2 separate regions of the Drosophila melanogaster genome follow, and region 2 is linked to region 1. The links are chromatin contacts, called in public Hi-C maps. All regions are on one chromosome and are shown on one strand. Each heading gives the region's core, a stretch centred on a gene start, on an enhancer-like site or on the middle of the called end of the contact. The rest is flanking DNA. Distances are from core to core; before and after follow the strand shown. Region 1 overlaps tutl (turtle). Region 2 overlaps fipi (factor of interpulse interval).

The links. Hi-C and Micro-C count contacts between places; a contact is called where the count stands out from the background.
Region 2: a Hi-C map of the Kc167 cell line shows a contact between it and region 1, with 1.9 times the contacts expected there. The contact joins two enhancer-like sites. A contact is called at or near these places in 3 of 107 Hi-C or Micro-C datasets (the Kc167 cell line, the ML-DmBG3-c2 cell line and gut).

Annotation. Positions count from the first base shown.
Region 1 is chr2L:4,290,218-4,296,520 of dm6, forward strand. tutl (turtle) reads left to right here. Exons shown (of 13, transcript NM_001273091.1): 3 at 4,946-5,404. The coding sequence starts at 5,008. Among named protein-coding and RNA genes, the nearest start is that of tutl, 10 kb to the left of the region's middle. Within about 2 kb of position 2,309, at least 10 of the 39 cell types and tissues checked have an H3K27ac peak or open chromatin away from gene starts, as enhancers often do.
Region 2 is chr2L:4,778,343-4,784,046 of dm6, forward strand. The region is part of intron 1 of fipi (factor of interpulse interval); the gene reads right to left. Among named protein-coding and RNA genes, the nearest start is that of fipi, 13 kb to the right of the region's middle. Within about 2 kb of position 1,654, at least 3 of the 39 cell types and tissues checked have an H3K27ac peak or open chromatin away from gene starts, as enhancers often do.

The DNA of each region.
Region 1 (6,303 bases), core at 1,059-3,558:
AAATGAATACAACGCGAAAGCCGAAGCAAACCGAGATGGAAAAGTTTGCTAAATTTTCACTTCCGCCGCCGCTTTTCTTTTGCGCCTTTGATATTCCTTTTCACTCGTCCATTCGCCGACTGCATAAATAATAACACAAACTTTTATTATTAATTTTGCTTAATCGAAATGCCGCAATTAAGCATGAAGCGTAAAAGTTTTCCTTCGTTGTCCTCGGCCACTCCTTCTTTTGCCTTAACGCCCAGCTGACCTCCCCCGTCCTCCTCCTTTATTTTTAGTTCGCGGAATAATTTTGCACTTTTACTCCGCCGAATGTTTTCTAAGAAAAAGTTGGACGGCGATGGCGGTTTCTTTTTGCTACAGAAACAGAGCGCAAAGTTTTCTGCACTTTCCGAAATATTATTAAGAATTTAATTGCTTCAAAGCGCCAACTTTTCCCAGTCCAAGCTGGGCGTTTCCATCCAGGATAATTTCGAAAAACTGTAAAGCGCATAAGCGGGCATCGTTGCGGCCAAGAAATTTGCCGAGTCACATGGCCAAATACAATGGTCAATAAGTAAGCGTCACAAGTGAAACAATCCATTACGGAATCGTTGCGCACAAAAGGGCTGATGTGAATGAAAATTTTGTTGCGTAATGGGTCAGCGATAAGAAAGTGAAAACTAAATGAGAAGCACAAATAAATTGTAAAAAGTGGGCATAAACGACACACAACACCAATGCTCGACTCATTTCCTGCCCGTTGCCATCGCACATCGTTTGAAATTAAATTTCAAAGGACCGGGACCATTAGACGGCCCATTACTGGCCTCCTTTTTTGTCCAGAGGTCCTGTCTGTGCCGGCCCTGTCCCTTCGAGAAGAATGCCCCACACCACCCCCCCGCCCACCACATTCGGGGGCTGGACAGGAACCCGCAAACATCCTGTTGATGTCAGCAAATTTTATTTATTTGTGGTTCGTGTTGTATTACAGCATTTTAGAGCAATTAAAATTGTACAATGGCCGGGGCATTTTGCATGGCCCATCGAAAAACTTGGCCACAGTCTATTTGGCCGCATTTTTTAGATCATTTAGCCAGCCGCACAAGTGCCTAATGATATATTGACTTAGCCTGCGCCCGCTGCTGTTTTTCAAACTTTTATGGCCATTCTTGGTCTAATTGCCCGCGGCGGGAAGGTAAAACTCATTAGATTAAGTGATAGCAGTTCTCTTTATGGCCCTATATCTTGCCAGGAATTAGCTGAAAAATAGCCAAAGATGTTGGACGCTGGATGGTTGGAAAAAGAAAGAAAAAAAAAAAAACGTTAAAGAATAATCGAATGAAAGTGGTTCTCTGCCATAATAGCTGCTCCAAATTGCCGAGCACTGTCAATGCAGCTCGGGAATTGCAACTGGTTCCATTGTTCTCTCGCTTTGGCCTACTTATTCAGGCCCTCTCCGGTTTTTCTACTTCGCTAACAAGCTTACGGACGGATAGCCTACGGGTTCATTCCCCAATTGTAATCCAAACAAGCGGAGAATGTAAAGTGGCAAGGGGCGTTCCATTTCATTAATGTTTCAAGGCGTGACACGCTGCGTATGAGTGATACTAAAAACGAAGCTACATTGTAAACACAAAAATTAGTGGATACTAGGTTTTAAAAATCACTTGTGCAGGTGTTTAATACAATAGTATACAGCACTTAAAGTTTATACTTGTATATTTCATTAAAGGTTCTTTTCTTCCTGTGCAAGGATGGAAAACTCGCACACGAAATGGCCCTCTTCTTAGCAGTTTTCAACGCAGTGTGCAAAAGTTGTAAAATTTGTGTTGTTTTGCGCCAAAGGCACACATCCAAGATACATACACAGCACTTGGGGCAAAAACAAGAAGCCGAGGGCCTGTCGAAATTTCTTGGGGTGTGGCAGCGACAAGTCCGTGAATAAGTCCGTACTCTTCGGTCCGGAGTCCTTATTCCCAGGTCCGTAGACTAGGCACTCGGCTTTATTGGAGTGCAATGAGCTGTAGTCTGGTGCCCGTCCTGATGCCAAGTTGTTGCGCACAACATGCTTAATTAGTTTCTGAAACCAAAGGGGCTGCGGTCCAGGGTTTAGAGGTCGTTGGGCGGTGCGGGGCGTGGCAATTCTTAGCCATGTGTGAGTCAAGTGAAAATAATTTGCGGCTTCCAGTTTCGGTTGGCCAGCAGCGAGGGTTTTTAATTAAAAGTGCCTCTGCTGCCCGCCAACCTGGCCGACCCCATCCATCATCAGCAATCCCCAGAACGCAATGCAAATGAGCGCCAAGTAGCCCGTCGTCCGTGGACGGAAGATCCGCAACGGAGATGTGGTGGCTGTGTTTACGGCGGAATCCCGAATCCTCAATTCTGCGCCGTGTGTGCAGCCAACCAAAAAGCACCAGCAAACGGCGGCGGAAGCGGATGCCATAAAGTGCTGCCACCGCATGGGTCGAAAATAAAATGGCCGCCGTGCGAGGAGGCGGCGGACATGGAGAACTACACTGAGCGCAAAATTATGAGCAAAGGGCATTTTTTAGGAATAGGAATATTGAGATTTTAGCGATTTAAACAAGGGTTTGTTACTTAAAAATGGGTTTGTATAATTCGTATTAGATAAAAGGTTGATACGTTAAGATAAGATACATTTTTTTCCGAGTGTATGGGAATGTGCAGCGGGCTTCGTGACGAATGCTGGTGCGTGGGAAAGAGGCACTCACACACACACACACACACACACATTTTAATGACATCGACGTGGCCGACAATTCAGTTATGGGTCTCATGGCACACCAACCAGCATAGCACACAAAAACAAAAATGGCAATGAGAGGGGGGCGAACCAATCAACTGATTTAGTGCACGATGGGCTGGCCCCCTGTCCTTCTACTCATTCCTTGTCGTCCTTTCTGGTCCTGGGGTATCAGCAAATGCAATTCGTTTGCTGATTTGTCATTGTTTGGTATGCCGGCTGTCCCCACAGCTCAACTTGAGCTGATTTACAAATGAAATCATACGCCATGGCGGGCATTTCGGTAATGAAAATTCAGTCATAAGGGAAATCATTTTTCCGGCTTTTGTTCTATTTTGGCTGTGCCTGTGTGCCCATGCCCGTGCATCCTTTTTTGTGGCGAACAGGACGAACGGGCACCGCACACTTAATGCGATTTTTGCTGCTTGCTTGTTGCCTGGGCTCTTAGTTTGGGTGTGGTTTGCAAAAGGGCGGATGATATGTAGGTGGATGTGGGCCGCAGGACGAGCCCAGTGGCGCTGAGGGATTCGAGTGCGCTCTATAAATAAATTTCGTTTTAATAAACTTGTCATAATGGCGCTGGCAGCGCAAAAAGTTTTAATAATGCTCCACAAACCTTGACGTTATTAAAATTTTACATGTCATGCCAGAAAGGATTAAATTCAACGCACATGGACTCCCAGTGCGTGTGTGTATGTGTGTTAGTGTGTGCTTGTGTGTGTACTATTCTGTTCGCCACTCTCTCACCGGATGTATTAAGTTATGCATTAAAATGGCACTAATGACGTTTATACAGCTCTGTCAGCCACGAAACTTTCCTCGCACATACAAACACATCCTGGGGGGGGGGGGGGGAAAGCTTTGCTCGAGTTACTTAATTGCAGTGACAACATTGAGTAAGGAAAAAGCAAAGGCTTTTCACCCTTCATCTTGTTTTTCCTCTGGCATCCCTTCAGGAATGAAAATCGCTACAAAAATGCTTTGCCTGCAATTTAAAATGTCTGTGTGGGTGGGTGGCTGCTGTGGCTTTTTCTGTGTTTCTGTGCGGGGGAGTTTTACGGCAGCTGCTTATATCTACGTGGCCATGTAATGGCGTAGAGTCCGGGAAAAGCGGAGACAGAAAGTTTCATTTTGTACGAATTGAGCGAATTCCGTTTAACGCATTCCGAATAATTTAATTAAAAGCACATTTCTGGCTTTGTTCTCCACCGAGAATGACAGGGAATTTCCTTAAACCTCACCTATTTCATACTGCATATTTGTGTGGGCGGCGACTCATAAAATAAACGCTCGGCTGCCATTTCAATTAACTGCAGCGGTCCCCAAAAAATGGGCCCCAGATCACGATTCTGAGATAAAGTACCGGGCGGAAAACTATCGAACAAAGGCAACACAAATACGTAGCCCACCCCACCATTCTTCTATCGACTTTCAACACGAGTTTTACATTAAAACGCAAAGTTTTATTGCCAAACAGCCAAACAGCCGAGGAAAAGTTTGCTCTATTTGTATAGGAGGAGCCTTGTAAGTTTCTGGGCCGCTCTTTTGTTGGGTATAGCACCAACACCAGCACCCCCATCTCAATCTGCTAAGTGGTGTCCTTATCAGTTGTAGCTACAACATATTAGCTGCTTAATTTCACGGACGTGTGTGGCGCACACACACACACACGCCCGAAGTGTTGAAATGGAAAACTTTTGTTTATTAATTTGTCAACGGCGCTTAGGACGCTGTTTCAGGTTGTCCAAGATGGTCGATAAGGTCTACCTGTCTGCAGAGAAAACTTCTTGTAAGACGGTGAGAGGTTTTTGGCAAGAAAGCCGCTGGTAGGACATTATAAATATTAGAAACTGATACAGCTAATATAAAACAAGTTTATAGTTGTTTTGAAAGGGTTTTAGGATAAAACTTGTACATAAGTATCTGATAAATGGTTGTTCTAGGTGGGTGAGTTGATCCAGATTCAAGCGGAAATGGGGATGTGGGGAATGTGGGTGGCTTGGGAGGATTCCTGGTGACACTTGACGTCTGACACTGACGGCTGTGATGGATGACGGCTGAGGAACGTGACAGCTTCATCAAGTGCAGCCAGGTGCGACTGCAAGGCGTTCATTGATGGCAACATTTACCGCAATCCAGCAGCGACAATGCAATCCCACTGACAGAATCTCCCCCTTCTTTCTCCAATCCCTCTTCCAGATGACGCCACTGCCGGTGAGAAGGATACGTTAGGAGCGGCGTCGAACTATGGGAACAGAGGCATGGGCGTGTGCGCGGACCTCGGGTCTCATCGATGGTGTCGGGCATTGAGCACCCAGCACAACACCGAGAAATCGAAGGAGCAGCAGCAGCAATCCCAGCCCTTGGAGATCCCAGAGCAGCGTGCTTCCAAGTGTCGAGGAGACATTGACAGGACAACGACAACGACGATTCCCGCTAGCAAAACGCTGACGGCATCGCCAGCGAAAACGGCAGCATTCACAGTGAAAACGACGAGGAGAAGACGAAGCCGACGAAGGGCAGAAGGCAGCTCCATCTGCGTTCCCATCCGGAGGGGTCAAGGGTCAACGCCAACGCCAACGATACAGGTGCTCCAGTTCGTTTTGGTCTCATTGCTGGCCCTTCTAGCGAAAAATGCCCAGGCGCACAATATTCCAGGTGAGTGCAATGCAATCGAGTTGCTTAATAAAATCGCTCGAAAGCCTCGACTATGCGTGGCCAAAAATTTCATATGAAAATTTGATGGACGACGACGCTCCTATTGCTCTTTTCATCAGCTGTGGGGCGAAAAATGCGCATGTGTGGAACTTGATTTTTATCTGGTGTTCACTGCTCGGCGCTCGGGAAAATTTAATGGCGCACAATAAGCGGCTTACGTGCGCCCAAAGCTGATTACATTTGGCAATTAGTTGACAGCAGCACCGGCCATCGAGCACCGAGTTCCGACCGGCAAGCCAGTGGCCATTGGCCAAAAAAAGAGAGAGTGGAGCTTTTGTTTAGGCCTCTTGATTTATTCGTTCCCCATTCGTGGCCAGCACAATAGGTGGCCCTAAAATACAATAATTCGTGATTGTGAGCTTCAATAACTGGCTTAAACCATTTACGATAGCCGTTATAGAGATTCCAGTATAAAATCAAAGAGAATTTAGAATCTGCGCTTAAATGTAACTTAAATGATACTTTTACTACGTTTTTGGCCAAATTTAGTTACGTGACTCCGATCTTAAGGATGATGGTTATCTAGAACTTTGAAAATTTCTTTGGAATGCCTTAGGTTAACTGCCCGTCACAGAACCTTTTGTGAACTTCCGCTTTCGTCTAAACAGTCGAATATTCTGCGCTATTTCCTGATAGTCCCTTCTGTCCTGCCGAAGCAGGACATTAAAAGTTGCCACTGGCTCCGCTCAATGTACCGTGACGTTCTTCGTTGCGAGCTCGTCGAGTGAATTAATTAAATTTAATTTAGCCGAAAATTGGAAAAACCGCTTGAGATTCCTTTGCCATGGCAGCGCAATGGCCACTTTGCAAAACGGTCGAAAGGTCAACGGCAGGTCCAT
Region 2 (5,704 bases), core at 404-2,903, 490 kb after region 1:
GTTTGATTTTGGCCAAGTGCAGCTGCGTCACTGGCATTTTGCTATCTTATGCCATTGCCGTTTGCTAAATGTTAATGCCATTTCAATTGCTCCCTCCCCTCCGATCCCAATTTCGAGTCCGGGGCTCTGTGGCCTTTCACCATCTCAGATCTGCTGCTGACATCCAACTTATTTCGCACCCAAAGATACCCTCTCTTTGCTAGCAAACACTCAAGAAAATGGAAACAAAAAAAGTGGTTTTAGCTAAAGCATTTTGTACTTTATTAAATATCTTAAGCTTACCATTATCTTTACTGGTCTTGAAAGTAAAACTACAATATTTACTTTAACTGATTTTATTTTTCAAATTGGATAATTCAATTCCTTGGACAAGAACAACCAATCTTTCAAGGGTATTTCATTTGCAATGTGTGGATAATCTTATAATGCTCCTTCCATTTTTTTTTACTACTTAAAAGGAACAATTCAGAGGCTTGTGCGGTGTGCATATAGCATATCTCGTTTGTGGGACACTTTTATATGTTTGCCGGGCACTTTGCGGCAGGGATATTCAGTTGGAGATGCTCGAAGGCAGTGCCTGGAGTCTGTTTTCGGGCAAGGATTTGACTTTGGGGCCTGGCAATGGCTTCATAATTTGCACATGAAGATTTCATAATCCTAGCAGTTGCCGTTTACCAGGCAAATGTGACCGATATGAACACCTAGAAGAGGTCAGCAAAATTTACCTGCTGCTGGGAACAAGGTTAAACTGAACAGATCTCTAACTAAACTTAAGTGCTAGCATGCTATCTTGCTTATGTTTAGTTAAACTGAGCTTTCTATTGACTGCTGTTAAATTCGTCTAGTAGGTGTAGACTTAAGTTTCGATTTAAAGTGGTCTGTGCAACTGAAACATTTCCAGAGGGCGCATTAAAAAATGACTCTCGATTAGAATGACGCTCACGTCCAATGCCGGCGCTCTGATTGATTGACTGACTAAATGGCTTGAATGGCTGATTGATTGACTAGCCCTTGCACACGTACGCACTCGCTGAGGATTCGCTGCGTAAACTAAAGTTGGCAATCATTGCGATACTCTTTTTTTTTTTTTTTTTGATTTTATTATCCTAATGCATACACATTGAGTCAAAAAGTAAATCGATTTATAAGTTCATATATCTTGAATAGTTTCACTTCAAAGATTAAATTCAGTGAGTTATATATATTAAAGATTCATTTGGCACCGATAATGGTATTCTTCTTGAACGTATTTTAACGTTTTTAAGTCGCTTGTAAGCTACGTCTTGCTGTATCCTTTGAATCCCCTTGGCAAAGTGTATTTACCTCCATCGTAATTTTCCCGGAACCTCCAATTGCTTTTCCATTGAGCTTTCATGTGTGCTGCGTATGTGATTTGTTTTACGCCGAATTGCATAAAACATTCGCAATTGCGTGGCTCGTGCTCCGGATGGAAAGCGAGTTAAGGCTTATTTATATTCACTTCAGACACGCCCATTGCGCCCACCCAATGCCACGCCCCCCCCTGCAGCTCGTAATCCAATAATGCACCGCATAGACAGCAGCTACAAATTAGCCGGCTTTCGGTGAGTTTGCACATCAAGGCCCGTGGGCCATCATAACCACAACTGATTAAGGCCGAGAAAGTGGGCGTCAAGTGGGCCACCATGCATATCGCACACTTGATTAAGGAGCATGGTCATAACGGCGGGTTACGTCAGTGTCGTACCCGTATAAATAAATCACGCATATTGCCGCCATCGGCGTCCACAATGTCATCATGCTGTTGCAACTGTCAGTCCGAGGAGCGAGCTCCTCGTTTTATTGACACCGAGGGGACACTCTTGATAGGATCCAGTTCTCCTGCAGAGATGACAGAGTGGCCCACTGTTGTTTTAAGAGAATTCAGGGTGTATAAATATGCTCGTTGCATGATGTCTTTCAGAAATATTCTGTTAAATAAATTATTAAATCATAAAGGATAATATTCTGGCTTTCTTAAAAAAAAAGACTTTCTGAACAAGTTTAAGCTATATATGCAACCAAGTTCAAGATGCCACAGCTGTCAGCCATCAAATGGCTTCATTATTATTTGCATTGCACTTTCCCCTGCATGTTAACATCGTGTAAAGCAAAGTTCTGCGGAGGACAGCCGTTTAGATGTTCAGCACCACCTCGTGACCTCTGACCCCCCAACCCCCTGACCCCCTTGCCAACCAGAAGAGTCAGAACAGCATACTCAGTGGCTGCAGGACGTGCTGGTGCCGATTGCTGACGCGTTGATTGCTGCGAAGGCAAATGCGATGGCAGGCAACTAATTAAAAAGTTATACGAGTAACTTGCACACGCCTTTAACTTTGGCCAAAGTAATTAAAGTTCGCGCCAGGGCCAAAACCAAAAACGAATGTGTATGTGTTTCTGTGTGCCTGTGTGCCTGCCAGTCGCTTCAACTTAACTCGACTCAACTCAACTTTGCCGCATTTACATTTCACACCTGCGCGTGTAAATTCGCCGCAAAAACCCGACCGCGGAAAAAAGTTAACACACAAAGTTAAGAAAAGCGCTTAACTGACAGAAAAGAATGGCGTACACAGTTTTTTTTTTTTCATTTTAATTTCATAAGACTAAGGCTAGAATAAAGCTTTTAGCTCTTGAATTATTAAATATTAACATAAACAAAAGCAATAAGTCTGTTAATAAGCTAAATAAGTAGCCATATGGAAACTGCAGAAAACTAATTGTAGTTAGTTGTAAAATGTAAAATTAACTCTTTACTCACAAGTCATAGTCTCAGAACTTCTTCATTTTCAAAGTATTTCAAGACACATTAAAATGAATTCTCAATCCTGCGTATTTATTAACAAAGCCGTTTAGAATTTCCACTTGAGTGTGTAATCCAAATTCGCAAATCAGCGTAGATAAACACAAATGCTGTTTGTTTTATTTTTGGATAATAGAGTGTGAAATTGATATGGCTGGCATATCAAACTTATACAAGACAGCTGACAAACATTAATGCTAATGTATTATGTAGTAATTGACCAATAATTAGCCAACGAATATTGTGTACAATTGCACGATAATATCACATTATTTGGACACCATCACCGATGTCTTCCCGGGGCCTCGAAGGCAGCGAAAATTTCACAACATGACAACTGTTTTAGCATTATTAATGTGCGCACTTCCCATTTCACCATCACCCAGGGGGCATATTCGAGCTGAATTAATTAATTCTGAGAAGCGCATAAGAGGATTACCAGCTTTAAGGAGGGGCGGGGCACTATAATTAGTTTTCAATGCCATTAAAATTCTATTGGGCACTCTGTTGTTAATATGTTAACTGGGTTCAATGACCATCCGCCAGCGATCAATTCGCCAATCAAAAGTATGCGCAATCTCCTTTGTCCTGTCATATACTTGCCAATTAATTTGGCTTGTCATTGTTCGCGTCTAGACAACTATGAGCTAACGCAGCGCTCACTTTGCGGTGCAGTGAACTTTGGCGGGCCACTTTGGCCAGTAATTACTGTAATCAGGCATGGTAATGGCATTAGGCTTTGACATCGCAACGCCACAGGGAGGCGATCAAGTTGCCTCAACTTGCCCCAAAGGCAGCTCATTAGCCGCAGGACGAAAGTTGCCCCGATAACTGGCTGAAACATCAAAGCGCCCCAAAAGCAGCTCACAAAATGCTTATAATTGGAAGAGATTGCCGGCTCAAAGTTAGCTGCGATTTTAGCCATTGAAAGAAGTCTTCTAAAGGGATCCTCTTCTTTCTTTTAAATGCAACTGCTAGCAGTTTAAATTCACGAAATTCAATTTCATTATTTTTTTTTTGTCACATAAATGTAAAAAGAATTGCGTTTTTTTTTTCGCTGCCATAATTTCTTTGAGTGCCGACCTCACAGCAGGACTTGCGAGCAGCTCTCTGCGGAATTGGTTGAGCGCGACAGGAAACTGCAACGGTCCACGCTGCGTATGATTAACAATTTAAGCGTGTGCATATTTCACGGCGAGCACACGCATCGGGCCAAAGTGAAAATTGCATGCATAGACAATGGACTGGGGGGGGACATGTCCCTTAAAGCGGATGAAGGGACAATGCTTTAAGTGCTCTCGCCTCCGTTCGCTTTACGCAAGATTGCTTCTTTTTCGGAACCAACTGCACTACTGTTGCAGGTTTACAAAGCACCATGACGGCATTAAGCAGGCGACATCTGCATGCCCGGCGTCACAAAAAAGGACGAAAGAGAGATGGTGTCCAGATTGCAAGGACTGGACGCCAGACACTGGCCACCGGGTGAGTTTCAGTGAGTTGTCACCCTCTGGGCGGACAAACAATGCGCATCGCCTAAGCAAAGGACCCGCACCGATTGTGCTGCGAGGAGCGAAGAATGTCCAGGACATCCAGGACATTCAGAACATGGCAGAAGGCCGTCTAATAGCCGGTGACTGACTGCTACGCCATTGTGCAACTTCAATCACCAGCCCATGGAGCACTTCAGCTGTCGATGGGCCTTCATCAGAGCCCCCATTTCTCGGAAAACTCAAAAAGGTAGTCCTGCTAAACACATTAAACGCATTTGCTATCCTATGGAGAGTCGCTTATTGATTGAACAAGCTTCCGGATGTCCTTTGAATTCGCTTATGGCAACATGTTCTTGTGGAAAATTTGCTAGAGTTTGTCGAGGAGTTTTTTGTTGCTGTGCCAACAAGGTGCAAATGATTAAATTTCCGATCTTAAATGGATGAGCATTACAGAATATTACAGAATGTCAGTCGTGCAGAATGACTGAAATTTAAGTCAAATATTAATTGGGTTATTATTACTGACTGAAAGTCATTCCACCGAAGCTTTTACTTTAATTAAACATTGTGGATTTTATTGATTCTGCACTAAACAAATGCAGGGCTCCTTTAGTTAAGATTTAATAGAACAAATCGTAATCGATGAAAGCAAAGGCGGGTTAAATCATTGAATGTAAGATAAGTTATATTTATTTATTTATATGTGTGCTCTTCCACTTTTCCACTGTGTAAATACTGGCCGTATTAGCTGGCATTTCCGACACCGGTCTCACCGGCTAACAGTTGACCTTCCGCAGGCGGAGAATCCATTAACAGATCAGAATCCGCTCCTTGAGCACCTCGAGTGGATTTCTAGCCCCCGAGTGAGACGGCCATGTTAAGTAGCCAGTTCATTAGACCAATAGCAAACACGCACAGTTTGCATAATGGCCAAGATTAAGTGAGGCGTGCCAAGCTGGGAGCCGTGTATGGAAGATTCAAACATAATGCCACTAATTGCATATCTTGATGTTCCATACTTGATTTACAAAGCACGGGCCTCAAGTGTGATTGATTCTGGGCACTAGACTCGGGGTTTCGGGACACGCAGCATCGCAGTCTCATTACAAAGTCACGTTGCAAACTGGGCCAAGACGGACTTATGGACTTTAGACGGCGCACAACAACGATGGCAACTATCTGAGGAGCAACTGCGGAGCAAAAGTAATTTTATTATCAAATCCAACTTTAACAACTGCAACAAACCTCCCGCCAGCTTTTCTTTCCTCCGGGCGGCCGGGCCAACTTGTTATTTGGCTTGTAAGTTACAAAGTCTTGTTCGTGTCCTCGGGGTAATAAAACAAAACTTTGTGTTGAAAATGAAAATGTACAACGCACAAACGAACAAACGAACAAA